Linked DNA regions of Mus musculus: all the other regions are linked to region 2. Evidence: chromatin contacts called from public Hi-C, HiCAR-type and promoter capture Hi-C data. All regions are on one chromosome and are shown on one strand. Each heading gives the region's core, a stretch centred on a gene start, on an enhancer-like site or on the middle of the called end of the contact. The rest is flanking DNA. Distances are from core to core; before and after follow the strand shown. Region 1 holds the start of Eif1ax (eukaryotic translation initiation factor 1A, X-linked). Region 2 holds the start of Pdha1 (pyruvate dehydrogenase E1 alpha 1). Region 3 holds the start of Rps6ka3 (ribosomal protein S6 kinase polypeptide 3). Region 4 holds the start of Map7d2 (MAP7 domain containing 2). Region 5 overlaps Gm39546 (a long non-coding RNA gene). Region 6 holds the start of Bclaf3 (Bclaf1 and Thrap3 family member 3).

Region 1 (4,348 bases), core at 1,236-3,735, 770 kb after region 2:
TTATTTAACCCCACTCTTTCTAAAAGACTTGCCTAGTTCTTAAGCTCAAATCCTCAAATCCTCTCTTGAAACTACAGAGGTGTTTCAGAGAAATAAGCCCAGGTAGGATACATCTTAAAACATACTAGGCTAGCAACTAGACTGTAGAGTGTAGATGTTCTGTCTCCTTGGAACCAAATGAGAATTTACCATTCACCTATGGGTGGAGTCACCAGACGAGGTGAGTAAGTCCAACAAATATTTATTGAGCATCTTTTAGGCTAAGTACTACTGAGCCAGTGTGATTATGACTGACACCATTCTCATCTTCTTAGGGCTTACAACTAGTGTGACAACTGGAAATCTAGTAGTCACTAGAGTTAGGGTGAGATTAAGACCCCTCATCTACTGAGGTGGTCCAGCTGCCATCTTGGAAGAGGGACATCTACAGGTAGGAATTTGAAAAGTGTGAACATATTATGCTTATAATCACACCTTTTCCAAGACAATCAGCAACAATCCTTGCACAAAGACTGGCAACCTTCATTTTTGAGGCCTAGCATTGATATGGAGACAAGTTCAAGGTCAGCTGGGGCCACATAGCAAGACTATCTTTTTTCCTCTGGCCTAACTTAATTTTTTAATTAATTAATTATTTTTATTTATATCCTGACTGTCCCCCAACATCCCGCCTCTGAGAGTGTATCTCAGTCCCGACCCCCACCATCTTCTCTCCCACTGAGGGCAGACAAATCAGTCCTCTGTTACATTTGTGGGAAGAGTTAGGGGAAGGACTGTAAGACTCTCTTAAATCAATCTGTCACAAAACTGTGACCAAGTACTCAGTGGGCTAATGTAAATGGTGATAGGCACAAAGAGTAATTAAGTTGACTTCTTGGAACCAACTTTCAAGCAGAAGAGAATACTAGTGGGTGGACATGGGACAAGGTCCCAAGGATGAATGAGCAAAGACTTTTATGGTTTTTTTTTAAATGTGTGCGTGATTGTGGAGGGGTGGGGGAGGCAGAAGAGGGCATTGGATCCCCTGGGGCTGGAGTTACAGGCAGTCATGAGCAGCCCTATGTGGGTGTGAGAACCTAACTTTGGTTCTCTTAACCAGGAAGGCGTTCATCTCTTCTGCCCAAAGGCTTTATTTTTATTTTTTTTCTAAAAAGGGAGCTTCTCTGTGTAGCCCTGGCACTCACTCTGTAGACCAGGCTGATTGACCTCAGCAATCCACCTGCCTCTGCCTTCCTAGTGCTGGGAGTAAAGGTGTGCGCCCCTCCCCCCACCCAAGTTCATCCTGTGTAATGTGTTCCTCTCCTGTGGGAAATAAAAGCTTTCCACTACTTTGTACTTTATATTTTTGAGAAATTACGAGGACAACGAATATAGCAAGCCTGTAATGCCAGCTACTCGGGAAGCTGAGGCGAGCGAATCCCAAGTTCAATGTTAGTTTAGGGTTCCGGGGCAGCCTGGAGACAGACAGAGCAAAGCAAAGCGGTAGAGTGCTGGTAAAGATAGATTTGATCCCATAAAAAAAAAAACACCACAAAATACTGTAAATATATAAAAATGAGAATGATCTTAGGAACGCTGCACTTCTGCTTAGAATTTGTAATCATTTTTTTATTTATCAAAATATATACACGATCAGAAGCAAACGTGGAAAAGTTGGCTCAATGTGGGTCAAGGGCTCTGTGGAAAAAGTTAAGCCCCGGTAAAACTATGGAGCAAAGTGATTCTCTAGGGATGAAATTTGCGAATGCATCAAAGTACTGGCCACTGGCTACACGGGTGCGGCCTCACCAGTACCAACTAAGTGTCCATAAAAAATCCTAGGGAGGAGGTGCCAGATGGGCACGAAAGCAAGCGAGGCATCACCCTTTTTCAAAGTTCAGATTGGCTCCCAGGGCTTAACTCCCCAGGTGTTGGGAGCCCAAGAAGTCCGAGGCAGGTGTTCCCATGAGTCCCCCGGGCGCCGCGGTCAATGTGGCGCGAATCGGGGGCACGAGCCCATATTCTCACACAGGAGGCCCTACAAAAAAAAATGGCGTCGGCTCCACCCCAATGTGGCCAAACTGGGAGCCAGGAGTAACTTCCCTGCGCTTCTGCCCAGCTCCAAGTAGGACGCAGAGAATGCAGCCCGAGGAGAGGCAAGAAAAGATGGCAGGAAGGTCACTGAGGCCTGGGCTGACCTCGAGGCCGAGAGCAGCGCCAGGGAGCCGGCGGGGAGCAGAGCCCCGGTCCCGGCGGCGGCGTCCTTACCTTTATTCTTGGGCATGGCCGCAAAGACTGGCTGGCAGCGTGTGGGACCGCACTCAGGCTGGCGGCAGGAACTGCGGTGACTCCGACGGGCAACGCCGAGAAGTGCGCGCCACGAAGACCGTGCGGGAGGTCGGGAAGCGTGCTCAGGAGAGGCTGGTCACCCGTGCTTGCGAGAGCCTCCCGTGCCCACGCTCGGCAGTGGCAAATGGCGTCGCGGCAGCGGGCGGGGCTTCTCCCCGCCCTCCTCCTCCTCCCCGCCCTCCTCCCCCCCCCCGCCCGCCCGCCCGCCCGCCCGCCCGCCCGCGGAGCCCAGCCTCCCGCGACTCTAAGGCGCAGGCGTGGCCAAGGGGCAGTCCTAGGGTGGGAGCCTAGGGAGAAGCCTGCCAGGGAGGCGTTCACTGCTGCCAGTGGGCACGCAGTAGGTGGAGTGGGGCCTCCGGCGTCCGGAAGGGGGCGGGAGGGGCCCGGGCGGGAGGGGCCCGGGCCCTGCGTCACAGTGGAGGCTTGGAGGAGAGGAGGGGAAATTGAGGTGGTGCAGGCTGCTGGCTTGGGCATCATCTCGGCTTCCTAGCCAAGTGAGCCCCAGGCTTGACAAGGTGCTGACTCACTAACCTCAGAGTTGAGTTTTAATGGGGCCCTTTCACCAGCCCAACCAAGCTGGAAATCTAAGGGGGAAGGAGAGAAGGCACTTCTGCCATCCTCTTCCAAACTTTAATAGAATATTTGCATGATACTTAAAAATAAATCTTGTCCCTAACTCACTGTAGCTAAGTCTGTTTATAATGCTCAACAGAATGCCTGCACATGGTAGGTTGCTCAGCAGACATAGGATAAAAGGAATGGAAGAAAGTCGATGTTAGGGTCCAAATCTCCCAATATTCATGCTGAAGTTCTAACCTGTATGTATATTACTCTGTTTGGATATAAGATCATTAAAGAGCCTATATTGAAATGAGATCCTTAAGACTTGATGCCAAGACTTGACGTTAGCATGGTAACATAGGCCTTTAATCCCAGTACTGTGGAGGCAGAGGAAAGTAAACTATGAGTTACAGGCCAGCCAAGGCTACAGAGTGAGACCCTAACTCAAAACCAAAACCAAAACAAAAGCAATTAGTACCTAGGCATAATGAGGCATAAAAAAGAACAACCAGTTCCTGAGCCCGTAATCATCTGCAAGCCATGAAGACCTCAGAAGAAGCCAGATTTGTCTCTACCTTGACTTTAGACTTGGAATCTTCAAAACTGAGCAAAATAGTAGGTGGGCCTGGTACTCATGCCTATAATCCTAGCACCTGTGAAACTGAGGCAAGAGGATTCCTGCAAATCTATGGGAAAGCTGGGCTACATAGTGAGTTCCAGGCTAGCCTGGGCTACATAGTAAGACCCTGACTACAAAACACACAACACAGTCAAGAGAACGTACATTTTTGATGTTTAAACAACTCGCTCTCCCATTCTTTATTCTGGTGGTTCCAGCAAAGGAATACTGCATAGATTCTCAGAACAACTAACTTCACTTCAAACTAGGTTTATTGGGGCCAGCAAGATGGCTCAGTAGGTAAAAGCATGTACCAGGAAAGTCAGGCAAGCTGAGTTGAGTCCCTGGAACTCGTGGAAGGAGAGAACCAACTCCATAAAGTTGTCCTCTGACAGCCACACCTACCCCTCCATTCTGGCAATAATATAAAGAAATTTAAAGGTAAGCTTATTTTAAATGATCCTCTTGGGAACATTAGCATTTTAACATTCTCTAGGGAAGGAGACTAAATGAAAGAGAAATAAGGTATAATGAACCAACAGTACTTCTCTACCATAGACATTTGGCAATGTCTGGAGACATTTCTGGTTGTCAGGAGTGGAGGTAGGAAGGAATGATGTTGATGCCAGAGTAGAGGCCAGAAATGCTGGCAAGCATCCTACAGCTGCTGCCCTGCCGAGAAACTCAGCGACAGATAGATTTCTCAGAGTGTAATTAAAAGATGACAGGGGAAACCGGGCATGTTACCACACACCTTTAACTCAGCACTCCAAGTCTGAGGTGGCAGGAACTTCTGATTTACATATACAGTGAGACCAGCTCTCAAGAAATGAAAAATGA
Region 2 (4,344 bases), core at 1,772-4,271:
TGGGGCAAACCCTTCCCTAGATGAGGCTCAGAGAGGATGGCAAAGCTTTTCTCTGGTGGAAATACAAATGTTGACCGTTGTCGACCACAGCTTCCTCCTGGATGACCATAGCCTAAGACTGCTCCCCCAAGAGACCTCCCAAGATTAGTTAAACCTGTATCCTTATTCACCTGGATGCCATAAGACCTACTCCTTATTCTTCTATGTACATCACACTTACTGTCTTGATTCAGATGTATAAAATAAACATACCAAGAGTCCAGGTTGTAGCTGCAGTTGGTGACTGACCTACATCATTGAGAACAACCAACAGGATTCCAGCTTTTCTGTGTTTGCCCTGCCTTCATTCCCTCCGCACCCCAGTTAGGCCAATCCCTGAAGCTGTGCAGAGCATGGCAAAGGACCATGACTTGCCTAAAGTTCAGCTTGCTCAAGAACTTTCAGGAGATATGCAAAGGAAAAGTCAAAAGCCAAAATGTATAGTAGCTCTAAATGTCCAGAGAAACCCACCATAACCTGGGGATTGCCTTGGGAGGGATTAGAAAAGAAAGACCTTCATTTCCAATTTCTTCCAAGGTAAAGGAGCCTTCTTTTCTCAAGATTTTCTCTTCCTTGGGTTTCTGCTTTGGGCAACCCTTTCTTCATCTCTCTGACCTCCCTTATATTGACCAGCCCCCTTTGTGTATTTGTGTATGTTTTAGCACATAAAGTATCGTTGTAGGGCATAGATAACCACCAGTTACAATTTGTCCTCATTTGCTACAGAGTCACAAAGTATCTCTCGCTTTCTCCCCCCCCCCCACACACACAGGGTTTCTCTGTATAGCCCTGACTGTCCTGGAACTCACTTTGTAGACCAGGCTGGCCTCAAACTCAGAAATCCACCTGCCTCTGCCTCTTGAGTGCTGGGATTAAAGGCCTGCACCACCATGCCTGGCTAGATATTTTCTTTATTTACATTTCAAATGTTATCCCCTTTCCTGGTTTCCCCTCTGAAAACCCCCTCCCCCCTCCCCCCTCCCCCTGCTCACCAACCTACCCACTCCTGCTTCCTGGCCCTAGTATTCCCCTGTACTGGGACATAGAATCTTCACAGGACCAAGGGCTTCTCCTCCCATTGATGACCAACTAGGCCATCCTCTGCTACATATGCAGCTGGAGCCATGGGTCCCTCCATGTGTTTTCTTTGGTTGGGAGCTCTGAGGGTACTGGTTAGTACATATTGTTATTTCTTTCAATTTCTGTACTTGTGTGCCTCTCTCTCTCTCTCTCTCTCTCTCTCTCTCTCTCTCTCTCTCTGTGTGTGTGTGTGTGTGTGTGTGTGTGTGTACATGAAAGGACAAATCACTTAAGCCCTCAGACTTGGTGGCAAGTGTTCTTACCTGTTGAGCCATCTTGAGCCTTGGCTTTGTAATTTTTTTTTTTAACAAAGAAAAGGTTGTAACGAAAATATTCTAGTTATGAAAACACTGGTTCCCTTGTTTCCCCAGGGCAGTTTCTTTAAGGCATTAACTTTTGTAATGATAAATTTCTTGTTGGAGGATATTTTGTAATAATGCAAAAGTCTTGTTTCTCATTTTTTCCTGCCATTCATTTTAGCTTCTATTGATAATTCCTGCCTGCAGTGGTGATGGTGTCTTTGTGAAGTGGTGATTCCCACCCACTCAATCTGTGTATATTTGTGTGTGCACATGCACGCGGAAGTCAAAGGTTAATTTCAGGTCAGTCTTCCTCAGTCACTCTTCAGCTAAACTTTTTGAGGCAGGGTCTCTTACTTATCCTGGCTATTACTTCAGTTAGATTGATGGACAAGCAAGCACCTGGGATCCTCGTGTCTCTGCCTCTCCGGCACCAGAATTCCAGGCAATGTTGCTCTTTTCTCTTATTCAGTTGCGTATTTGTGAAGGATCTGTGGCTCTTTCTTTCCCGTGAGTTATAATGCATCACTACAGCACTCATTTCATCCTTCATCCATGGAGATCATAAATGCAAATATTAGAGGACTTTTTATCCTGGGTTCCCAAGTGACCTCCTAGAAATGCTACCTGGCCAATCCATGCTGGACATTTGAATGGAAAAGTCAGCCTCTGTTTCTCTGACCCAGTGATAATGTGAAGCTGACCGATCCAGGCAACAGTTTGAACTTTGAGAAATCATCATCTGCACGTTTCCCGTGTTCTCATAAAGTCTCGTGTCCTAATCTTAATAGTGTTTGGGTAACAACAACACAGGAGATACAGGATTCTGCCTTTTCCCAAGCATAAAGGACAGACAAACTGCTTGTCTATAACTGAGTCCCCCATGAAAAGAAGCAAGCTAACAAAAAATCAAAGAATAAACGCTAAAGCTAAACTCTTGGATGTCTATGGTCAACGATTAATATTTGCTTTCATTTACTTATTTTGATTTTTTTTTTAGATAGCCTCGCTAAGTAGTCCAAGCTTGTCTTGAACTGAACAGACAGCCTGACCTCCAACTCTGGCTATCATCTGACTTCAGACTCCCTAAGGAAGGAATGACAGGCATGTGCCACCACACCCAGCAACATCCAGCATTTAACTGTTAAATCTCACCCAAGTCAACCAGGGCAACACTTTGCAAGGAATATGTGACCTTTTAAAGACAAATTAGTGGCAGGACCATTTCTAGAAACCAGATGATCTGTCTTTCTTGCCCTGGCACCATGGCTTCTCTGTGTAATGGAACAAGGCTGCCTGCCAAAGCTGTACCACAGGCCCGACTGGGCAAAGGGCAGGACCCGCTTTCACCACTTCTTCGCTGGTCTGTGGTACTCAGGGCAAAAGGAAGGAGAGGCCTCTTCCCCACGCCCCGGGGCCCCCCACTTTCCCACGCAGGCGCCCTGGGACACCGGCCTCTTCACCCTCCAGCCACAGCCCCACCTCATTTTTTAGTTAATTAATGGACGGCCACATGTTCCTCCTCAGAAGGGCGTAGCCATCGCCAGCAACCATTCTGGTTGGCCTGCAGACTAGCGCGGCGTGTGATGCCGTCGCGACTCCGTCACTGCGTTTTGGGCGTGGCTTCGGCTCCGGGCGCCTCAAGGAGACTTGGGGACGCCCGCACCACTCCTTTTGAGTGCCTGGGTGCCGCGGCCGCCGCGTGAGTCTGCTGCGCTCCATGAGGAAGATGCTTGCCGCTGTATCCCGCGTGTTGGCAGGCTCTGCGCAGAAGCCGGTGAGGTCGCCTGATCCCGGGAGGCCGGGGTGGGGCTGGAGCCGGCCTGAGGCGGGGCAGGAAGAGGGCGGACCGGGCCCCCCTGGAGCGCACGGCTGGGGGCTGGGGACGAGCTGCGGGACTTGGGTGGGCTTTCCGCGCAGTCCGTGTCGCCACTGGCCGGGGGAAGAGCGGCTTGAGAACGGGCCCGGTCCGCTGTGCTTCCCCCGATCGCCCCCAGCGGAGCTTCACGCCAGCTCCCCTGCAGCGCCCCACAACTGCTCGTCCCTTACGGGACACTGGGAGGCGGAGCTTGGGCTTGCTCCAGCCTCTCTGGACTCCGCTGACTTCCACTCTCCTTCATGTCATTGCTCTTGGCTATGAGGCCACGTAAGACGAAATAAAGAGCTCCCAGTCCCGGGAGTCAGGTTCCGTGCGCACTCCGACTTCTTCGTTTACTAGCCTTGGCACCAGGAACCATCAAGAAGCAGGATATGTAAAAACTCGTCTGAGGGCCTAGTTCTCTCATCTCCATAATGGAGATTCTGAGGACGCTACCTTCTGGGGGGGTGGTTATCTTGAGTTGGTCAGTGGCACGAATGCCAACCCTTCTGCCTGGCACCTGCCAAGGGCCGGTGTCCAGCTGCGTGAGCATTTGTGGATCACCTGTGTTCTGTTCTGAGGAAGGTTCAGGGAGGTCAGGTTCACGGAAAACAAACTTCCTCCACTCCCTGCTCCTCTGAACTTTTTCTTGGCAGTCAATTTTCGAGCAATCGAGCATAACCCAGAGGAAGCCGCCTTTACCCTTAAACACACAGAGGCTTAGAGTTCAAAGTAGCGAAAGAAAACAGCAATGGTTTTCGGAGAGTTGGGATTAGAGGTTAAGACTTATGGCCCGGCTTTAAGAGCTGTCTAATACCTAAGCTTTTAGCATTTTGACCTCTAGCCACACAGAGGTTGCCTTCTCTTGGTGTAACTGTCATCAGGCTTTGACTTGTAATTCTGGTTCTGTTGATTTCTTTAGGATTTGATGCAATTCTGCTCAGTGTGGGGAGGTTGTAGAAAGGTCGAAATGTCCTTCTCTAGGAATTGCATCAAGGAATGGAAAACCACCATTTGAATCTGAACCGGCAGCAAAGCACATTTCTACGACATAGCCAACATTTATTG
Region 3 (4,635 bases), core at 2,003-4,502, 880 kb after region 2:
CAATTATTCCCTGATGTGAATCTACTGACAAGAAGATGGCATAATAATAGGTATCAATATTAGACCTCTTTATGAAAACTCTCAACTCTTCTCTCACTGCTTTCAGTATTGGAAAATCATATCAGAAGTAATTTACTCCAAATACCTTAACAATCAAAGGAAACAGTATCTAAAGGCAATTTGTTGAAGTCTACTTTTAATAAATCTAAGCAACCCTTGGCTCTGACATACCTTATTGCCAGAATAGTAAGAAAACTTTTAGAAATTAAAATTTGTGGAATCTTATCCATCAGGCTTTGGAAAACATGACACTGATACACACATGCATGTGTGCACACACATACTGTATATACATACACACACACACATATATAAATACATTAATATATTAAGGCTTTGCCAAATCAGATTGTGTATTTTTATATGCAAGTATTTGCATATAAAAATACACGATCTCTAACTATTAGCATGTCTATGCTTTGACTCTTTCCACGAATGGTCAGAAGAACCTATTCTAACATAAAGCAAAGCATACAATTTGTATCTACCTGGCTTCAAATTATGGCTCTGCCATTTACTATTTATAATCTTTGTGCTCTTAACCACTGAATTTAGTTTCCTACTCTGTAACAGTGGGGGATCACAATCCTCCCTGCTAGGTTACAGGGAGGATAAAAACGAAACAGCATGTTTAACATAGTACTTTTGGATATAGTAGATGCTAAATAAGTAGGCGAGTACTTTGTCTAAATGCATACTATACAGAAAAAAGGATAAAGTAGAATTTTAAATGATTTCTCCCTGCATACTGACACATGTCAAGGAAAAATGTGGATTAACAAACAATCAAAGGAACAAACTATTCAAAGGCAATTTGTTGTTAAAAACATTTTAATGTATCAGTGGATTATTTTTGAATCATAATTATTGTGTATATTTAAAAAGCAGACTCATAGCCAAGCATGAAGACACACGCCTTTAATCCCAGTTCTTGGGAGGCAGAGGCAGGTGGATCTCTGTGAGACCAAGGCCAGTCTGGTCTACATAGTGAGTTCCTGGGCTGTTTCAAAAAACTAAAGAAAAAAAAAACCTAAAATAAAAAGCAGATTATAAGAAAATACAATTTCTTCGACAGGTTCAGCAATTTTAACCACCTTTATAGCTGTATTTTAAATGCAAATTTTTTTCTTTAAGAAAAAATGAAGAGGCTCCCTTGCCATACTGTTTTTCCACACTACCCATTCAAATGACGGTTAAGCATTCTAAGTTTAACTTTATTATTAAAGATTTATAGTATCATATTGGCTCTAAATTCAAATAAAATTCTTGTATTCTGCCAGTCGTAAAAACACGATTTCCTTTTTTACACCAGCCTTTCCTTTAAAAAAAAAAGTAACATATACCTATGTCTTTGCTATTTTAGAACAGCATTATCCAGTAGTAAATTATTAAGCATGAACTTGTAAGCTTTATTACAACTCTTCCTGCATTTAAGAACAAGTAAATATTTTTATATGGTAGTGGAGGTGACAGGGGAGAAAAATTAGAAAAAACGATCTGAACGGATTCCTCCCTCCCCCTCTCCCCCCTCCCAGAGAATGTCAGCGTCCCGCATCTCACACCAAACTGAGCCCGAGTTTTACTGACGTAACCAGTAACCCTACCCACCTCTCACACTGCGGAGGCCGATGGGGGCAGTGGCTGCCGCCAAGTACACCACTCATCAGAGCCTGCCCCATTCCACCCCCGCGTTTCAGTCATGCTTTCCAGAAATGGGGTCACTCGCTCAGTAACTATTACACACACCCAGCCTATCATTCTGTAATCCCCTAAAGTCCGCTGCGAGGATAGAATTCAGCGAAAAGTCAAGAAAGAGGAATCACAGACGCGCCACCATCAGGAACTGATTTTCCACTCTGGAGAGGAGCGCTGATACCCTGGAATGGATCTTGTCTGCATTATTTTTTTAGATCGCCAGTTGATTCTGGGACAGTGGCGGCTGTGAAAAGCTCGGTGCTGGGATGTGTCCGCGGAAATTCTGTTTTGCCTTGTTTGGGTATACTGTTTGGGTTTCTGACACTGGGGTGGGTATCTCAGGGCCGATCATCAGATCCCGGGAGAGGAAAATCAGATAGCCCTTTTACAGCGTCCGCTGATCTCCTTGAATTTCACCCGCTCACCTCCATGGACAGGAAGCAAAAGTTATACTGGGGTCTTCCAACTCAGTGACCTCAAAACCTAGGAGTAGGGGACCTAAGGCGCTCCGTTTTTCTTTTGCAGCAGCGGCAGAGAGCGCTGCGGCAGACTGACCGGGGTGTGGGGGGATCCCTCAGTCCTGGACCCCTTACTCAAAACCCTCCCGGCTTGGCTCGCCCACCTTGCCCTGTGGGCGCCCGTCTCCCTGTAGCAAACCCCTCCGGCGGCCAGACTGAAGTCTTGGCTCCTGGTGAACCGAATCCAAAGTCTCTAAGATTCCGGAGAAGACCCTAGAGCCGGCAGGGCCAAACTTCCCAACTCCCCGCCGCCGGCTCCTGCTTTGCCTCCTGCTTCCCCCACGCAAAGTTGATTAAAACAGGCTCTTTGCAAAGCCTCAGCGCCCACTCCAAACCCCACGCGCCGCCACACCGGCACCCCCCAACCCCAAAAGCAGGGAGAGGCGAGGGTGCGGGAAGGAGACACAGACAGATCGGCAAAGCCCAACGACCCAAAGCAGAATCTCGCCCCGGGAACAAGATGTGAGCCGGCGGCGGAGGTGGTCTAAGGGGGGCAGCTCCGGGGAAGAGAGCTAGCGCCGGCGGGGGCGTGGGGAAGGGGCGCGCCTGCCCTGCCGCACGGCTGCACTCACCTCCGCGCTGTCGGAAGGGCTCTCCACAGCCATCTTCTGCCACGGGTCCGCCAGCTGCGCCAGCGGCATCTTTCCCCCCCTCCCCGGCCCGCCGCCGCCTTCACCGCCTCCTCCCTCCCCACCCGCCCCACAGCCGGCTCGGCTCCTTAGCCACTCGAGCTCCAAGGCAGAGCCGAGAAGCAGCAGCCGGGCAGCCGCGGCTCCCCCGAGAGCGAGCTCGACGCCGACGCCGACGCCGACCACCCGAACGCCCAGCGCCTAGCCACAGCCGCCCGCACTCCAAGCGAGAGCCTTGCGCCGCCGCCAGGCACCAGGGCTCGCCCCTTTCTTCCTCTCCTCCTTCCGCCGCCCGGACTACGGCTCCGCCCCCCGCCTCCCCTCCCCGCCGCTTCCCGCGCCCGATCCCAGCAGAACAGCGACGGCCGCGCGCTCCCCCACTTCCGCTCACAACATGGCGTCTAAGCGATACCTGTCTCTCTAGAGCGAGGCTGGGCGGCCTCCGCCACCACCGCGCGCACCCAGGGGCGGGGCCAGTGCCGGACACGCCCCCTGGCTGGCCGCTCGGCGCCGCCCCTTTTCCACCTCCTACCCCTTCCTCCTCCTCCTCCTCCTCCTCCTCCTCCTCCTCCTCCTCCTCCTCCTCCACCTCCTCTCTCTAGCCTCAGCTTCTGGGCCTCGCCTACTTTCAGGAAGGGCGAGCCCAAAAAATTTGGGGGCGTTGGCGGGAGATGGGGTGGGGAGAGAAATGGGCTCTGCGGGGCGGACGAGGTGCCTTTGACTGCCACGAGTCCTAACAGCTCGGAGACTAGTTGAGAATAGGAGAGCAGAGGGGTTCGCGCTCAGCTGGTGAAGCTGGGCAAGGCGCTGGGGGCGCAGTCCGGTGGTAGCAGCCCCAGGCGGAGGCAGGAGGTGTCTTTTCGGCCTTTCTCCTCCAGGGGTGCGCGTGGGCGCGCCTAGGCTATGGGCACATCCCCTCCTGGCCCAAGACTCTCCTCCTTCAGGGTCACAAGCTGGGTATTCATTCACCTGACCCCTTTTCTCCTGCTTGGACGGGGACTCAAGAGGCTTCTTTCCCGGGAGCTAGCCACACATACGTACGTTCGGCTCCCAATTTGATTCAAAGCTTTTCGAGTTGACTCTCGTGTTCAATGTTTAGTACTTTGGAAATTTTTCGTCCCACCCTACCTCCGCCCTAATAACCCTTCCCAAGTGCATAGAGCCCTCGAGTTTCGGCCCAGACTGTCACACTCCTCCCTTGCTACCTAAAGCTTAAAAGAAAACAGGTTCCTTAAGGTTGCCCTTCTTGGCAGAGATTAAGGAGTTAGTAAAAATATCTTCTAGGCAGGAGCGCGGGGTTCCTGCTTCTCCGTTGACTTTAAATAAAAGATTAGATTTTTTTTTTTAAATCAAGCTGGTCGTAGGCGGAGGAGAAAGGGAGGGGAGGTTGTGACTCCTCCTCCTGCCCGAGAAGAGGAAGCCCTAGGTTAAGGGAACCCAATCCTCAGTCGGCAACGGAGCCACAGAATTCTAAGAGTTCGAGAATTAATGGCTGGGCGCTCTGAGTGGATTCCGGGAAGGCTCAGTCCTGGGTTCTCGAGCCCGCTGCTTAGATGCGCTGAGTATGTCTGGGATGTGTAAAAGTCGCTGGGCTGAGTGGAAAGCTACTGCAGCCCCTGGCTAACCGCCCTGCATCGGAAAGAAACACACACACACACACACACACACACACACACACACACACACACACACACACACACACACACACACACATCTCAGGCCAGCTTGTCTAC
Region 4 (4,967 bases), core at 1,773-4,272, 720 kb after region 2:
GGGGGAAGAAGACTATCAAGTTTCCCTCATATGTAGAACCTAGATTCAAAACTACCCGTGTAAAGAACATGAAAACTGGGATATTTGCGAAGGTGACCAGTGAGGTGGGAGGAAGACAAGGGAGAGTGATCAGGAATATGAAATGTCATAATGGAACCTGCTTTTCTGTACACTAACTAAAAAACACAAGTTAGAAATTAAGAATGAGACTAAGTGGTCAGGGTGCACGCCTTTAATCCCTGCATATGGCAGGCAGAGGCAGGAAGATCTGAGTTCAAGGCTAGCCTGATCTACAGAGTGAGTTCCAGGGCAGCCGGGGCTACACAGAAACCCTGTCTCGAAAACCAAAAAGAGCTCAGCAGTTAAGAGCACTGACTGCTCTTCGAGAGTTCAATTCGCAGCAACCACATGGTGGCTCACAACCATCTGTAATGGGATCTGATGCCTCTTCTGGGGTGAGAGAAGACAGAGCACTCATATACATAAAATACATGAACAAATAAATCTTTAAAACATTAAACATGGGACTGGGAAGAAAGCTTAGTGAGTAAAGTCCTTGCCATGCAAGTACTAAGCTCGATCGCAGACCCCATGAAAAAGTTCAATATGGTAGAATGTGCTTGTAAGCTAGCACTGGGGAGCCTGGAAAAGGTGGGTCCTTGGGGCTCCTTGACAAGCCAGCATGACCAAAACCCTGAGTTCTAAGCCAGTCAGAGACTTAGCTTCAAAAAAACCAAATGGAAAGTGCCTGAGGAATGAGACCTAAATTGAACCTGTGAACTCTACAAGCTCATCCCCACACAGCCACAGGAAACTGCAACTCACAAGTATACACACAGAAGAAAAACAAAACTTTAGTCAGAAATGCTGGTGATGGGAAACGGGAACATGAATTCATGCCCAATATGGGTTATATAGCATCACATAAACCTGTCTCCATCCCATCCCTGTTGAAATAAAGTTTAAAAAAATCCGTTTTCTTTCACACAACTATTAAGAATGACCTCTAAATGGTTATAACAGGCTATATATTTAAAACCTAGAATTATTTTAGGAATTCCAAAATAAAACTAGTGTCCACATTGCAACTGAGCAATAGGAAAAAGAACTGCCCCCTAAATTCCTTCAAGTTAATTAAAATCCCAGATAAACTGGACATCCGACAATACAGCCCTTTCTCTACCACAAGAAACATCAAAATAATCTATTATTTCAAATCCCCACCAAACAAAAATGTAAACTCAAAAAACATCTAATGTTTTACTGCATGGAATCCCCTTTACCACAGAGAGCAGACTCCGATGTGTGGGTTCTGGGTTCTTATCAGATATGGCCTTTCTCAAGCAAAAGGAATGAAAATATAAGTCTAGACTTAAAGGGCAGGTATTATCACTATCCTGTAATGTCTTACTAAGTTGTGCATTTAATAACACACGAGAACACAAACTAGAAATCAATTTAGCCTTCCTTTCCCTTCTATGAATGATGCAACAGACAGATCAGTAAGATAGTCCCCTCTATCCCAACAAAAAGAACTGTTCAAGTGACTAAGGCAGCATCTTCAAGCTGGTCATGCTGACTTGAAGGCTCACGGGAATCCAGATCAACGTAAGGTAAAGAGCCAGATCCTGTCTCAAAACGAAGAAACACATAAACAACCCACACGCCCGTTCAGTTGATGTCCTTCCTCTTTCCCCCTCCACCATATAGGAAATACTCCACGATGCGATAATTCCCAAATTCTACAAATTGTGTGAGGGTTTATTTTTTTCTTTTCGTTCGAATGTTAAACTGCAATGAAAGATGGAATATAGAATTAGTTCTCATTATTAACATTTAAAAAAAATGTCGCCAGGAAAATTGGAATGAAATGCTTTTCCTCACTGCGTATACCTCCGCACCACCTGCAAGTACACAGAAGGTTAGCCCCAGAACCAGAAGACGCAGGCGCTTATCACGTTCTTCCCAGCGTCCTCACCATGTTCCGTCCCCTTGGGCAGAAGGAACAGGGACCCACATCCCCACACCCCTTGGCGACAGCTCTCAGCTGCAGTCCCGTGGGCTAGAACACTCAATCGCCACGCAGTCACGTACCAGAAAGGGCAGCGGCAGGGGCCAGACGCCCCAGTAGGGAAACCACTACCTCAGCGACTTCAGGGGGGGGGAGGGGTCGTCGTCTCAGCAGTCGCGTGTGGCCCTGCTCCCTTTATGAACCGTCGCTGCCCCCGCGGGCGATGCGACATTATTTTCCCAACCCCGAGAGGCCAAGTAAACCGCAAAGCTGGGCCACCTTGGTGGCTGGCTGTGGCTTCCCCGTCTGCGCGCCTTAGGATGGAGGGTGGGAGCCAGCGAGGCAGCGAGCCAGCCGCAATCCCTGTAGTCCAAACACCTCAGCGGGCCCCCGCACCCACAGGGTCGCCATCCCGGAACCCCCTCCTCCGGTGCCGAGCCATACCTCGGGGACAGCCGTGGCCAAGGATACCCGCTCCTCCGCTCTCCAGCCACCCCCCACAAACTCGCCCACGCAAACACGCCAAGCCCGAGGGGACCCCGCCACCTGCCGAAAGAGAGACGCAGCCTGAAGTCCCCCAGGGCAGGTTGACCTAGGCCCCCGGAAAGGGCGACCGGGCGACAGCCCTTGGCCGCCCCGCCCCCCCCGGGGGTCCTCAGCGCGGCCTGCCCAGTGCTCCCCGGCCCTTACCTGCGGACCGCGGGGTGGACTGGGAGGCTCTCCCGGAGGCCGCTTCCGCGGACTTGGCCAGCAGCAGCGACAAGCCCTTGGCAGCCCCTTCCGAGGGGACTCCGGCTCCTCCGCCACCGCCACCGCTGCCGCCGTACCCGCCGCCGCCGCCGCCGCCGCCACCGCCGCCGCCGCCGTTCCCACCGCTGCGCTCCATCGGGATGCGCGGGCTGCACAGGCGCACTGTCTGGCCCGCCCGCTGTGTCGCACCGGCCCCGCGCGGGTCCGCATGCGCACGCGGCCTCCCACCTTGCGCGCCGGCCTCCCTCTGCCCGGGCTCGCCGCACCGGACCCTCCCGCACTCGCCGGTGCGTCACTGCTCAGCCGGCGCAGGCGTGCGCGCGCCAAGGGACCGCACGGGCTCCGCGCTCCCGGCTCGCAGCCCCTCGGGCTGCTGTGAAAGGCGCACCCGGGGCGCCGAACGTGCGCGCGCAGTGTCCGCTCCACAAGTCCTCACGGCTCAGCATCCCCAGTGTCCGCACACACCACACCTGGCGCGCTTCTTCTTAAGAGTTTACAAAAGGCTTCTTTGCACACTCGGTTTAAACACGCTTCCACACACTCGTGCACACATCCACTTAAAGTTTCTCACACACCTTGCACACATCTGACGCGCGCGCACGTGTTCACACTGTCTCTCTGCACAAAAACAGCCCTGCAGCTCCTAGTGCCCGTTCATAGCTAGGTTTTCTGGTTGTCACCACATGGGCCAGTGCCACATGCATGTGCAGATGCCATAGGGCCATAGGATCCATTTTACCGCAATGAGGTTTCAGTTCATTTCTTTCTTTCTTTATATATTTGCCAAATATTCATCCTATAAAATAATGCATTTCATCATCCATTTTCATATGTCTGTTATGTGCTTCAAGAGGGTGGTAGTGACAATTTTTCTGGTGTTTGTTTTGTTTTGTCTGTTTTATGTTTTGTTTTTCAAGACAGGGTTTCTCTGTGTAGCCCTGGAGGTCCTGGAACTCACTCTGTAGAACAGGCTGGCCTCGAACTCAGAGATCTCCTGGCTGTGGCTCCTGAATGCTGGGATTAAAGGCATGTGCCACCACTGCAGAGCTAGTGGGGAGTGATTTTGAGACAGGGCCTTATAGTACATCCCAGGCCTGGTCTGGCCTCTAACTCATGACAACCATCCTGTCTCAGTCTCTCAAGTCTTGGGATTACAGGCATGAGTTACCACAGCCAACCTTATCCTGCCCTTTGATCATATTGTCACTCTCATCACCCTCTTTTGTCCTCTCCTCTCTCTCGCCAGACCCTTTCCTCTTCCCTAAAAATCTCCTTTCTATTTCCCCATCATATACGTGTGAGCTTTAAATACAATTTTAAAATGTAGATTCTGCGTGTCCTATGTTCGTTTTGATTTGTGCAGTCTCATTCTGTAGCTTAGGCTGGTATGAAATTAGATTGATAGCTCTCAAGCTCTGGAGGCAATCAAGTCTGATGCCCCAGCCTCCAGAGTGCTAGAATTAGAAAAATAAAGAACCATGCTGGACTTAGATTTGTCTTTTTGTTTATTTGTTTGTTTGTTTGTTTTAGGGATGAAGAGGAAATGATCCCATGTAGCCTAGGCTGGCCTTGAACTCACTATGTAAAAGAGACCTTCTGCTCCAGCCTCCTGAATTCTGAGATTCAAGGCCTTCACTACTATGCTTGGCTACATTTTTTTTTCTTTCTGAGTCTGACTTACTTTGCTCAACACGATCTCCATTTTCATACATTTTCCAACAAATAACCTAATTTTTCTTCTTTATGGCTGAATTAGACTCAATTATGTATTTATACCATCTTTTTTATAACCATTTATTCTACGAGTTATTATAAATAACTCACAGTAAATATAAGTGCCACAGTAAACATAAGTGTTCAAGTAACTTTATTGCATGCCCACTTTGATCCTGTGGGTACATACCTAGCAGTGGTATAGCTGGGTCGTATGGTAGTTGTACTTTTAGCTTTAGAAGACCCTTGTTGCTAACATTTGGAGTGTAGTCTCTTATTAACACTCCTACCTGTGATGTGTAAAGGATATTGGTCCCCATGTCCTCGCCATTTCATCTTTCTTTCTTGATATTTGCTCTGACTGGAGTGATATGTAATAGCTAAGTAATTTTGTTTGCGGATCTCCCACCTCCCTGGGGTCTCATCAAGCACAAATTGTACCGGTCACACACTTTACCAAGCTCTCCCTGTGCATGTGAAACCCGACTTATTT
Region 5 (4,488 bases), core at 1,267-3,766, 630 kb after region 2:
CTCCATGAGATTCTTCCAGGTAACTATATAGGGCACTTGGTCTGGATTCCTGAGGGATCCTGGCCTAAAGACTCTCTCCTCTACTGCTTTGATCACCTGCAAGTCCCTACGGGTGACCACCTTACTCCGAAGTTGGGCCATTCAGAGAAGCAGAGAGTAACTAACTTCTCCTACTACTGACAAGTTTTCTCCTCTTTCCCTAACTTCCCTCCAGTGGTTAACTAGGATGTTTAACCGGGTAGATTCAGTCTGTTTTATGTCCAAAAATAACGTCAGTCCAAGTCCAAGAACACAGAAAAAGACAATCAACACACAGACAGTTCGCCCCTGCCACAGGCACAGAAACCAGGTTATACAGACAGTTCTCGCCCCTGCCATGGGTGTAGAAACCAGGTTATAGCAAGACTTGGTCGGCTTCCACTAATGCTGTGTCTTGCTGCTTCCAAAAGGAGCAGAGTCATCCCAACTCCCTCCGGGGGTGGGGGTGGGGCCTGAAGCGTCCTCCAGATTCCCCAGGGTCAGAGGCACGTTTGCCTGCCGCCATTGACCGCAGCAGACCAGAGGCTTTCCAGCCAATACACTGTGCTTTCGAGCCAAAAGTGAAAGCAAAAGACAGAGAAACGGACACAGACAGACAAACGCTTATGAATAAGCGCCTGCTGTCGTGCTTGGTCTTTTTCCCTCCAATAAGTCTAGTGGGTGGTCACTAGGGGAGTCTCCTCGAATCCTGGATGAAGCTCCCAAATGTAAGACCTCCCCCCCAACCCTCGGTCAATGGTACTTACTTTGCGATGCCCCCTAGTGAGACACTGGGACACAGATCAATGCAAAAGCAAGAGGTTTATTTTCCAGGGTCAACCCTCAATCGGTCCCTTGAGGTGAGTGACAAGAAGGCGACCCTAAATGGCTATTACAAGCAGTTTTTACATCACAGAGACACAGGTTACGTCAGCAAGGTTAACTCTATCGGCTAGCAAGCATGGCCTGCATTGGAACTCTACTGGGACTTTCCCGAGGGTCCAGTGACATCAGTCAGTACATTCTGAGAATTTTTTACTCAAGAAGATTCCAGTGAGTGGAGAATGGAACTTGGCCTAGCCTTGACCGGAGGCAGGTGGGTGTAAGTCTGGCGAAAGCCCCTAGAGCCCTCCAAGAGTCTCCGTCTCCTCCCTAGCAATTGTTTATTTGGAGAGCACTGGTGACCGGCCTGGTATAGGCCTGGTATATCTTGCAGCTCTCAGCTTGGAAATTACAGTTTTTCTGGACTTGTGGTTTTTTTTTTTTTTTTTTTTTTTTTACATCCTGAGTATCATGAGTCCCCTCTTTCTCCTGCAAGGAGTTTTTCTGTTAGTATAAAAATGCTATGGGCTGGTGAGATGGCTCAGTGGGTAAGAGTACCCGACTGCTCTTCCAAAGGTCCGGAGTTCAAATCCCAGCAACCACATGGTGGCTCACAACCATCAGTAATGAGATCTGACGCCCTCTTCTGGTGTGTCTGAAGACAGCTACAGTGTACTTACATACAATAAATAAATAAATCTTTAAAAAAAAACGTTATACAAGTCGGGCAGTGGTGGCGCACACCTTTGATCCAAGCAGTTGGGAGGCAGAGACACGCAGATTTCTGAGTTCCAGGCCAGCCTGGTCTAAAGAGTGAGTTCCAGGACAGCCAGGGCTACACAGAGAAACCCTGTCTCAAAAAACGAAAAAAAAAAAAAGCTATACAACAGAATGTACATACATACATACTAACACATACATACGTGCACATATATACATCTTCCTCTAGAGAATAATGACTATTATATGCTTAAATCAGAAAAAAATTTAAAGGGCAATTAATTCATGCTTTGATATAGGCTTAGGCAAAGTACTCACCATCCATGTCATTTGTTGGAGAAAGAGAGAGATTCAGAGGAAAATTAATAGGTGGGTCTGACGTGTATTGCAGCTCCCCTTCTATGTGGCTTTTTTTGAAAAGGCTGTTAGGAATAAAAAATAAAGTAGGGCAGATAACTCCTTTGTCCCTTGAAAACACTGCTGGCCTAGATTTCCCCAGAGTTTGTGTGTGTGTTCTATTTTAGGTTGTATTGAGTGTGGTCGCAGTATTAACGTCAATGTTTAGATCACACATTGAAAGAGCCACATGTGTTTCCTGCTAATTGTTAATGACAGTTGATGGGTAATGCTGAGCTGGCCTTGACTTCTCCTTTTCTTCTGGCCCGTGATACAAACTTTTTTTTTGGGGGGGGGCATGGTCACTGTTCTTTCTTTTTGTTGTTTTATTTTTTTTATTTTTTTATTTGAGACAAGATTTCATGTAGGCCAAGGCTCACTTTCAACTATTGATCTTCGTATCTCTACTGTCCAATGCAGAGATGAGTTATGCACCACTTGGATAACCTTTACTTTATGCCTCTCTCTCTCTCTCTCTCTCTCTCTGTGTGTGTGTGTGTGTGTGTGTGTGTAGGATTACTGGGAGTCCCGTGTTTGCTCTGCTACAGGGCTCAGGCCGCTCAGGGAGGTGGGACACGGAAAGTTTGACTGCACTGACCCCAGCCACTGCCGTTTGCCGGGCAGGTGTTGGAAGCTTCGGAACACCGCTCCAGGGGTAAGAAGGACAGTCTAAGGTCCTTGGGACTGCAGGAGCTGGCTCGGAGTTCCGGGCCTGCAGGGGGGCCGGAGATGTCTGGTTCCCGGGCTCTTGGGCACCCAGGCACAGCTGGGAGCTGTGGAAGAGCGAGAACACAGTGGGGGGTCTGAGGGCTGGATCTAGCCCGGGGCAGAGGGGGAAAGAGGGGAGCTCTGGCTCGGTCCCTCGGATGCTGGTGAAAAGAGACAGTCCATGGTCTTAAGACATTTATTGTCATGGCGGAAAGGGCGGGCCTGATGTTAAATAACCTTTTACACGGAGAAGTGTCTGGGAAGGAAAGCTTAATTGGCTGTCTCCAGGCCTTTAGTTACCTCATTAAAATGGAGCTCTGTCTTGAGGCTATGTGATCTGTGGTCACATCTTCTACCTACAGAGGGGCTTGGGGCATTGCCCTTACATGACTGAAGGACACGTCTATGGAGGGCTATGGCCTTCTGCCAGGAGCCTAGTGTCCAGGAGCGTGGCAAAATGCCTGCAGTCCCTTCAGGGTCACTGGGGTTTCTAACCTTTGTTCAACCTGGAACCAGGCTGCCTTTCATGGTCCTGCGTGTGTGTGTGTGTGTGTGTGTGTGTGTGTGTGTGTGTGTGTGTATGTGTGTGTTTGTGTATGTGGTGTGTGTGTACTCTTGTATGTATATGTGTGTGTAGGTGCTGGAGGAAAATCTCAGGTGTCATTCATTTGTATGAATGTCGTCATCTACCTCCTTTGAGATAGTTTTTTTTTTTTTTTTATTAGCCTGGAGCTCATCAACTGGGCTAGACTGGCTGGCCAGTTAGCCCCGAGGGATCCTCTGGTTTCTGCCTCCTCAGTGCGGGAATTGCAACTCTGTGTCACCCTTCCTGGTATTTTGAGTGAGTTCTGGAGCTCAACTCAACTCAGGTGCTTACGCTTGCAAGCACCTGCTTTCCTGACTGAACGATATATCCGCCTGGGCCGCTTTGCTTCTGTAACAGCGGGGCCAATGGCAGAGCACAGACAAAAATGATCTGTTTGGAAAAGGATGTTTGGGAGTAGGCTTAGGGTTCAGGGTTTGTTTGTTTGTTTGTTTCTTTGTTTATGTGAGTCCTTGCCTTTATTTCCTAGAGAGATGGATAATGAATTTATAAATAAAATCTGGTTCCATAACTTATTTCTGGGGCTGGAGAGTTGGCTCATCAGTTAAGAGCACTGGCTGCTTGCTCTTCCAGAGGTCCTGAGTTCAATTCCCAGCAAGCACATGGTGGCTCACAACCATCTGTAATGGGATCTGATGCCCTCTTCTGGTGTGTCTGAAGACAGCTACAGTGTACTCATATACATAAAATAAATAATCCTTTAAAAATTATTTCTGATGAAGTCTTTTGTAGTTTAATATACGTAGTGGTGTGGTACTCATTTTGAAAGTTATATATTTGTAGGGTTTTTTTTAATAAAAATTCATATGTGGGACCAGGAAGGATGGCTTAGCAGTAATGAACACATATTGCTCTTGCAGGGGCCCCAAGTTCAATTCCCATCACCCATGTCTGGAAGCTCACGATAGCCTTTAACTCCAGCTCTAGGGGATCTGATGCCTCTGGTCTCTATGGGCACCTCCACTCATATGCACATACCGACATCCACATACACATATATAATTAAAAATAATAAGAATAAATCATAAAATTGATACAAAATTAACACAAAGGAAAAAGACATGTCTATGTGAGCTTCTTTTTTTTGTTTGTTTTTTGTTTTTTGTTTTTTTCGAGACAGGGTTTCTCTGTGTAGCCCTGGCTGTACCGGAACTTACTTTGTAGACCAGGCTGGCCTTGAACTCAGAAATCCGCCTGCCTCTGCTTCCTGAGTGCTGGGA
Region 6 (4,513 bases), core at 554-3,053, 610 kb after region 2:
GCACAGGCAGAGGCAGGTGGATTTCTGAGTTCGAGGCCAGCCTGGTCTACAGAGTGAGTTCCAGGACAGCCAGGGCTACACAGAGAAACCCTGTCTCAAAAAAACAAAAAAAAAATGCTTCTGTGCTCTGAAATTTTTACAAGAAAGTAAAACCTGCAGTAAGTAAGACAAAGTATGTGAAATATACTTTCATAAATGTCTCATATGACCCTAAAAGGTAAGACACACATTATAATCCCTTGTTCATTGCTGAGGAAATACCTTAGAAAAAGTTAAGTGATTTGGACAAGGTAATCAGATATAATTCAAGTAAGTCATAACTTCAAACTTTGTTCACTTAGAAAAACCCTTACTAACTTGTTTTATTTTTTTTAGAACACGGAGTAACTGGGAAGCTGAACTGCTATCAATAACCGAGGAAAATAAAACAAACATGACTGGCATGCACCTGCAACCCTGGCATTTAGGGGCCAGAGACCGGGAGTCAGAAACTCAAGGCTATCCTTGGCTACACTGTGAGTTCAAGACCATCCTTTCTTTAAAGACTCCCTTTTTTTAAAAAAAAGGAAGAAAAAAAGAAAGCCTCAACATAAATGAACAAACAAGCCTTTTAAAGTTTTGGACCTGTTCACATCTAGGGAAAAAGAAAAGTTTAAATATGCCAGGCCTGGCCACGCAGGCCTATAATCTACTCAGGATGGAGAGTGGGTACAAAGTTCGAGGACTGCCCAGCCTGACCAATAGAATGAGTTAAACAGCATCCTGTGTTGAGTGAGACTCTATCTCAAAAGGTACATAGCTCTACGGTGGAGTGCTTGCTTGCCATGGGGAAGGGCCTAGCTTTTCTTTCCAGGCTTATAAAAGAAAAGAAAAGTTAAAAAGGTAGCCTGACCGGAAGCCTCGAGGGCCCTATTTTCTCCTGGCCGTTTGGAATGTGTTCCAGAGAAGCAGTCACTCAAGGTGTAACTCAAAAAAAAAAAAAAAAACAAAACAAACAAAAAAAAAAAAGCATATTTCGAGGGCTAAGTTTCTCTAGGGCGGTCCTGACCGGTGGCCCAGTTGACTGAATTCCTCCCAGGGAGGTCTGCGCTAGCTAACTAGCCTTTGACCTTGTCCGCGGAGGATGCGGCTCCCGAGGCCAGAGCATCTTTGGCGGACAAAGCCGGGAGCATCGCTCCGCTCCGGAGGGCTCCGCGTCCTCGGGCTTCAGCCTCCCGGCACCGCCCCCTCCCTGGTCCCCGGGGACCCACGCGGCAGGAGCCTGGCGCCGCCACCTGCCCGCCGCCGTGGGCGGGCAGACCTGGGGGTTGGGGGGGGGGGCGGGCAGGTGCCCGAGCTGGCGGCGGCTCAGGAATAGCACCGGCGGGGACAGCCTCAGAACCCACCCCCCCTCAGGGCAGAGAGCCAAGCGGGCGCGCCAAGGGAGCCTGAGCCTCGAGGGGCGGCAGCCGCTTAGGGAAGGCGCTGGCCCCAGCGTGAACCGGAGAAGGGATGAGGTCCCCGGAGAAGCCAAGTCCGCCCGCAGTCCCGTTCCCGCCCGCCACCGTGAGAACCGCCACTCGTGGGCGAAGGACACACCCTCCCTCCTTCCCAGGCTCGGGCTTCCTCACTCTGCCCACTCCCCGGACCGCTCACCCCTCAGAGAAGTCGTCACCAGAGCCCGTCGCTGTCGCTGTCGCCGTCGCCGAAGCCTCCGCCGCTACAGCCGCCGCCGCTGTTGCTGCTCCCTCACCGCCTCGCCCGTCGCGCAGCTCCCGCCTCCTGCTCCAACCAGCACCCAGCTCTCCCCGCGGGCCGGGACCCGGAACCACTTCCTTCCGGAATGGTCTGGTCCCAACCCCCTCTGGCCCCGCCCACAGTGTCCGCCTCCCGCCCAAACTTGCCTTCAAGGAGGAGAAGCTCGGGTCCAGCCCCGCCCAGACGGCGCCCGCGGGCTCTCTAGCGCCCTCTGCTGGCTGCGCTCTCCCACGGTTCCCTGAGAGACTAAAGTGCGCTCGCGAGTTGATCTGGCTAGAAGGAAGAGAAGCACCCCAGGTGGTGCAAGTCTGGGACTCTGGAGTTGAGGATCGCGGCCTAGAAGTCAGCCCTCAACTTGGTTCCCTTGATCTTCCTGCCTTGTGTGCAGTATCCGCAGATAGAGGCAGAGGTATCGGCCAAGGTTTTTTTTTGTTTTTGTTTTTGTTTTTTTTTTTTTTTGGTTTTCGAGACAGGGTTTCTCTGTATAGTCCTGGCTGTCCTGGAACTCACTTTGTAGACCAGGCTGGCCTCAAACTCAGAAATCTGCCTGCCTCTGCCTCCCGAGTGCTGGGATTAAAGGCATGCGCCACCACTGCCCGGCTAGCGTCTAGCTCTTTATGTGGCCCATCTATATATCTGAGCCTGCTTCTCCTTGACCTCTGTCCCCACCTATTTAATTTGCAACCAATCATCCAACTTTTCACCATTTCCCATAGCCTCAAATGAAGGGTCTGCTTGGAAAACGGGACCTTCTGAGCTTTCCAAATGGGTTAATGGTCCCAATAAATACCAACCCCTCTCTGCTCTCCTCTCTTTTATATTTTCTTATTTTCTTCTCTTTCTCCTTTCTCTCTACCCTCATTTTCCTCCTCTTTTGTGCCTATAGTGCTCTGTTTGTATGTCCATGTATACTTCCCCTGTGTGGGGTGTGGGGGGAGGTCAAAGGGCAACCTCAGGTGTCATTCCTTGAGAAGGATTGTCCACCTTTGTTTAGGGTGACAGGGTTTCTCACTGGCCTGGAACGTTCCAAGTAGGCTAAGCTGGCTGGCTAGCAAGTCCCAGGAATCTGCCTAGCTCTGCCTCCCCACTACTGGAGTTCCAAGCATGTGCCACCATGCCTGTCTCTTTTTACACAAGGTCTAGGGCTCTGACTCAGGTCCTGATCCTTGCAAAGCAAGCACTATAGTAATAAATCTATCTCCCTAGGATCGCCACCCCCCCACCCCCATTTATCACTCTCTGCCTGCTGTATCTAGAGGGAACCCAGGACCGTGCACTCGGTGTGCAAGCATGCTAGCAAGAAGCTCTCATAACACACACAAACACATACACAACTGCAAAAGAAGGATTTGTTAGAGTAGGACCCACATTCGATCCTGGATAATCCAAACAATGACTATTGGCCCCCGGAAGAAGCAAAACTACGTTAGCTATGCAGTCCAAGAAAGCTGGAAGTCTCAGAAGAAGTGGCATCTGTAATTGCCTACAAGCTTCTTAGAGAGTCTCTGTGTGAGTTAGTGTTGAGACGCTAAAGACTCTGGAATCTGGTGGCCACAGAACATGCCGTGGCCATTAGACGTATCTGCTGAAGAAGTATAAAGCTTGCACACGCTGGCTAGGAATCTTCATTTCTCCACCTTTTTTCCTTTGGAGCCCCAGGCCTATTGGGATGTTGCCACCCACATTCAGAACAGCTACATTCCCCCTCAATTGCTCTCCTGCATGTCAATCATCTCTGACAACACCCCCACAGATACACCCAGAAGTGTGTCACTAGGCATCTCAATCTAGTCAGGTTGACAGATCATGACAAACACATTTTAAGCTACCCACAATCCCACTATTCAACTGCCTTACAGGGAATACAAATGATAGGAACTGCTTCTTCAACTTGAGTGTATATCAGACTCACACAGAGGCTCTTCTTGTTGGGGCCTACCTCCAGAGTTTCTCATTTGGGGACTTTACATTCACTCGTGTTTTTCTTTTCTTTTCTTTTCTTTTTTAGATTTATTTATTTATTTATTTATTATGTGTAAGTACACTGTATCTGTCTTCAGATACACCAGAAGAGGGGGTCAGATCTCGTTATGGGTGGTTGTGAGTCAGCATGTGGTTGCTGGGATTTGAACTCAGGACCTTCAGAAGAGCAGTCAGTGCTCTTAACTGCTGAGCCATCTCTCCAGCCCCACTCGTGCTTTTCATTTACTTGTGTTTTTCATTTACTATTTTTATTGTAGTGCTCGGAATTGAATCCATAGCTCTGTGTATATTATAAGGAAGTTATCTACTGCTTAGCTATCCCCCTCAACCCCTGAATCATATCTTTGAACAAAAGCATTAATATACAGTGTATGGGGATAGAGACGTGATACAGCAGAAGAGTGCACTGTACTCATACAGCACGAGTAGACAGCACTAGTTTAGGATGCAGAAGCCCTTTGAAGAAACAAAAATAAAGATAGAGTGCATGGTTGTACCCTCGCTATTCTTCTGCTATCACATCCATAACATTAAAGTTGATTCCTTTAGTTTGAGTTCCAGGCAGAAGAACTAAAGCAGACTTGCAATGGCTGTGCGTGGATACTAGCTGCATTTCTTGGTAAATGTAAGAAACATATTGAAATGCTTGGATTGGTATTTCAGCAGAACTTACTATACAAATTCATTATACTCAGCATACTTGGCATTCAGTAACAGGTTTGTGATTTCATGAAGAACAAGGAAAGTAATGGGAAAGTTTAATGATATTTTATTTTAATATGTGTACATGAAG

What was found. Promoter capture Hi-C pulls out the DNA fragments that hold promoters and counts their contacts. Hi-C and Micro-C count contacts between places; a contact is called where the count stands out from the background. HiCAR-type assays count read pairs that join an accessible place to other places.
Region 1: a contact with region 2 is called in a promoter capture Hi-C map of the HPC-7 cell line. The contact joins the promoter of Eif1ax here to the promoter of Pdha1 in region 2. A contact is called at or near these places in 10 of 39 promoter capture datasets (the 3T3-L1 cell line, 3T3-L1-derived adipocytes, the C10 cell line and 6 more), 6 of 484 Hi-C or Micro-C datasets (CD4 T cells, the HPC-7 cell line, embryonic stem cells and 2 more), 9 of 115 datasets of contacts at active chromatin or transcription factors (T-cell acute lymphoblastic leukemia, astrocytes, double positive thymocytes and 5 more) and 2 of 9 other capture datasets (adipose tissue and liver).
Region 3: a contact with region 2 is called in a promoter capture Hi-C map of pre-B cells, with 3 times the contacts expected there. The contact joins the promoter of Rps6ka3 here to the promoter of Pdha1 in region 2. A contact is called at or near these places in 9 of 39 promoter capture datasets (the C10 cell line, the HPC-7 cell line, HPC-7-derived erythroid cells and 6 more), 2 of 484 Hi-C or Micro-C datasets (B cells and CD8 T cells), 3 of 115 datasets of contacts at active chromatin or transcription factors (large pre-B cells, memory CD8 T cells and thymic regulatory T cells) and 2 of 9 other capture datasets (adipose tissue and liver).
Region 4: a HiCAR-type map of astrocytes shows a contact between it and region 2, with 5 times the contacts expected there. The contact joins the promoter of Map7d2 here to the promoter of Pdha1 in region 2. A contact is called at or near these places in 9 of 39 promoter capture datasets (the 3T3-L1 cell line, the C10 cell line, the HPC-7 cell line and 5 more), 1 of 484 Hi-C or Micro-C datasets (embryonic stem cells) and 7 of 115 datasets of contacts at active chromatin or transcription factors (the SCID.adh cell line, astrocytes, double positive thymocytes and 4 more).
Region 5: a contact with region 2 is called in a Hi-C map of LSK cells, with 5 times the contacts expected there. The contact joins the enhancer-like site here to the promoter of Pdha1 in region 2. A contact is called at or near these places in 6 of 39 promoter capture datasets (the C10 cell line, the HPC-7 cell line, pre-B cells and 1 more), 1 of 484 Hi-C or Micro-C datasets (LSK cells) and 7 of 115 datasets of contacts at active chromatin or transcription factors (embryonic stem cells, epiblast stem cells, extraembryonic endoderm stem cells and 3 more).
Region 6: a promoter capture Hi-C map of pre-B cells shows a contact between it and region 2, with 5 times the contacts expected there. The contact joins the promoter of Bclaf3 here to the promoter of Pdha1 in region 2. A contact is called at or near these places in 18 of 39 promoter capture datasets (the 3T3-L1 cell line, 3T3-L1-derived adipocytes, the C10 cell line and 12 more), 11 of 484 Hi-C or Micro-C datasets (CD4 T cells, CD8 T cells, bone marrow-derived macrophages and 6 more), 21 of 115 datasets of contacts at active chromatin or transcription factors (the NIH/3T3 cell line, T-cell acute lymphoblastic leukemia, astrocytes and 14 more) and 4 of 9 other capture datasets (adipose tissue, liver, macrophages and 1 more).

What each region holds. Positions count from the first base shown.
Region 1 is chrX:159,370,315-159,374,662 of GRCm38.p6, reverse strand. It overlaps Eif1ax (eukaryotic translation initiation factor 1A, X-linked), which reads right to left and starts at 2,485. Exons shown (of 7, transcript NM_025437.5): 1 at 2,248-2,485. The coding sequence starts at 2,263.
Region 2 is chrX:160,137,107-160,141,450 of GRCm38.p6, reverse strand. Pdha1 (pyruvate dehydrogenase E1 alpha 1) reads left to right here and starts at 3,021. Exons shown (of 11, transcript NM_008810.3): 1 at 3,021-3,195. The coding sequence starts at 3,139. It overlaps Gm39547 (a long non-coding RNA gene), which reads left to right and starts at 3,204. Exons shown (of 2, transcript XR_878293.1): 1 at 3,204-3,670.
Region 3 is chrX:159,254,399-159,259,033 of GRCm38.p6, reverse strand. It overlaps Rps6ka3 (ribosomal protein S6 kinase polypeptide 3), which reads right to left and starts at 3,252. Exons shown (of 22, transcript NM_148945.2): 1 at 2,846-3,252. The coding sequence starts at 2,914.
Region 4 is chrX:159,412,627-159,417,593 of GRCm38.p6, reverse strand. It overlaps Map7d2 (MAP7 domain containing 2), which reads right to left and starts at 3,022. Exons shown (of 17, transcript NM_001081124.2): 1 at 2,702-3,022. The coding sequence starts at 2,897.
Region 5 is chrX:159,506,844-159,511,331 of GRCm38.p6, reverse strand. Gm39546 (a long non-coding RNA gene) reads left to right here. Exons shown (of 3, transcript XR_878290.2): 2 at 2,471-2,611; 3 at 3,390-3,783. Among named protein-coding and RNA genes, the nearest start is that of Gm39546, 7.5 kb to the left of the region's middle. Within about 2 kb of position 2,516, at least 57 of the 459 cell types and tissues checked have an H3K27ac peak or open chromatin away from gene starts, as enhancers often do. A contact at or near this core is called in the HPC-7 cell line, LSK cells, embryonic stem cells and 2 more, where this site is marked.
Region 6 is chrX:159,529,958-159,534,470 of GRCm38.p6, reverse strand. Bclaf3 (Bclaf1 and Thrap3 family member 3) reads right to left here and starts at 1,803. Exons shown (of 12, transcript NM_001033472.2): 1 at 1,636-1,803.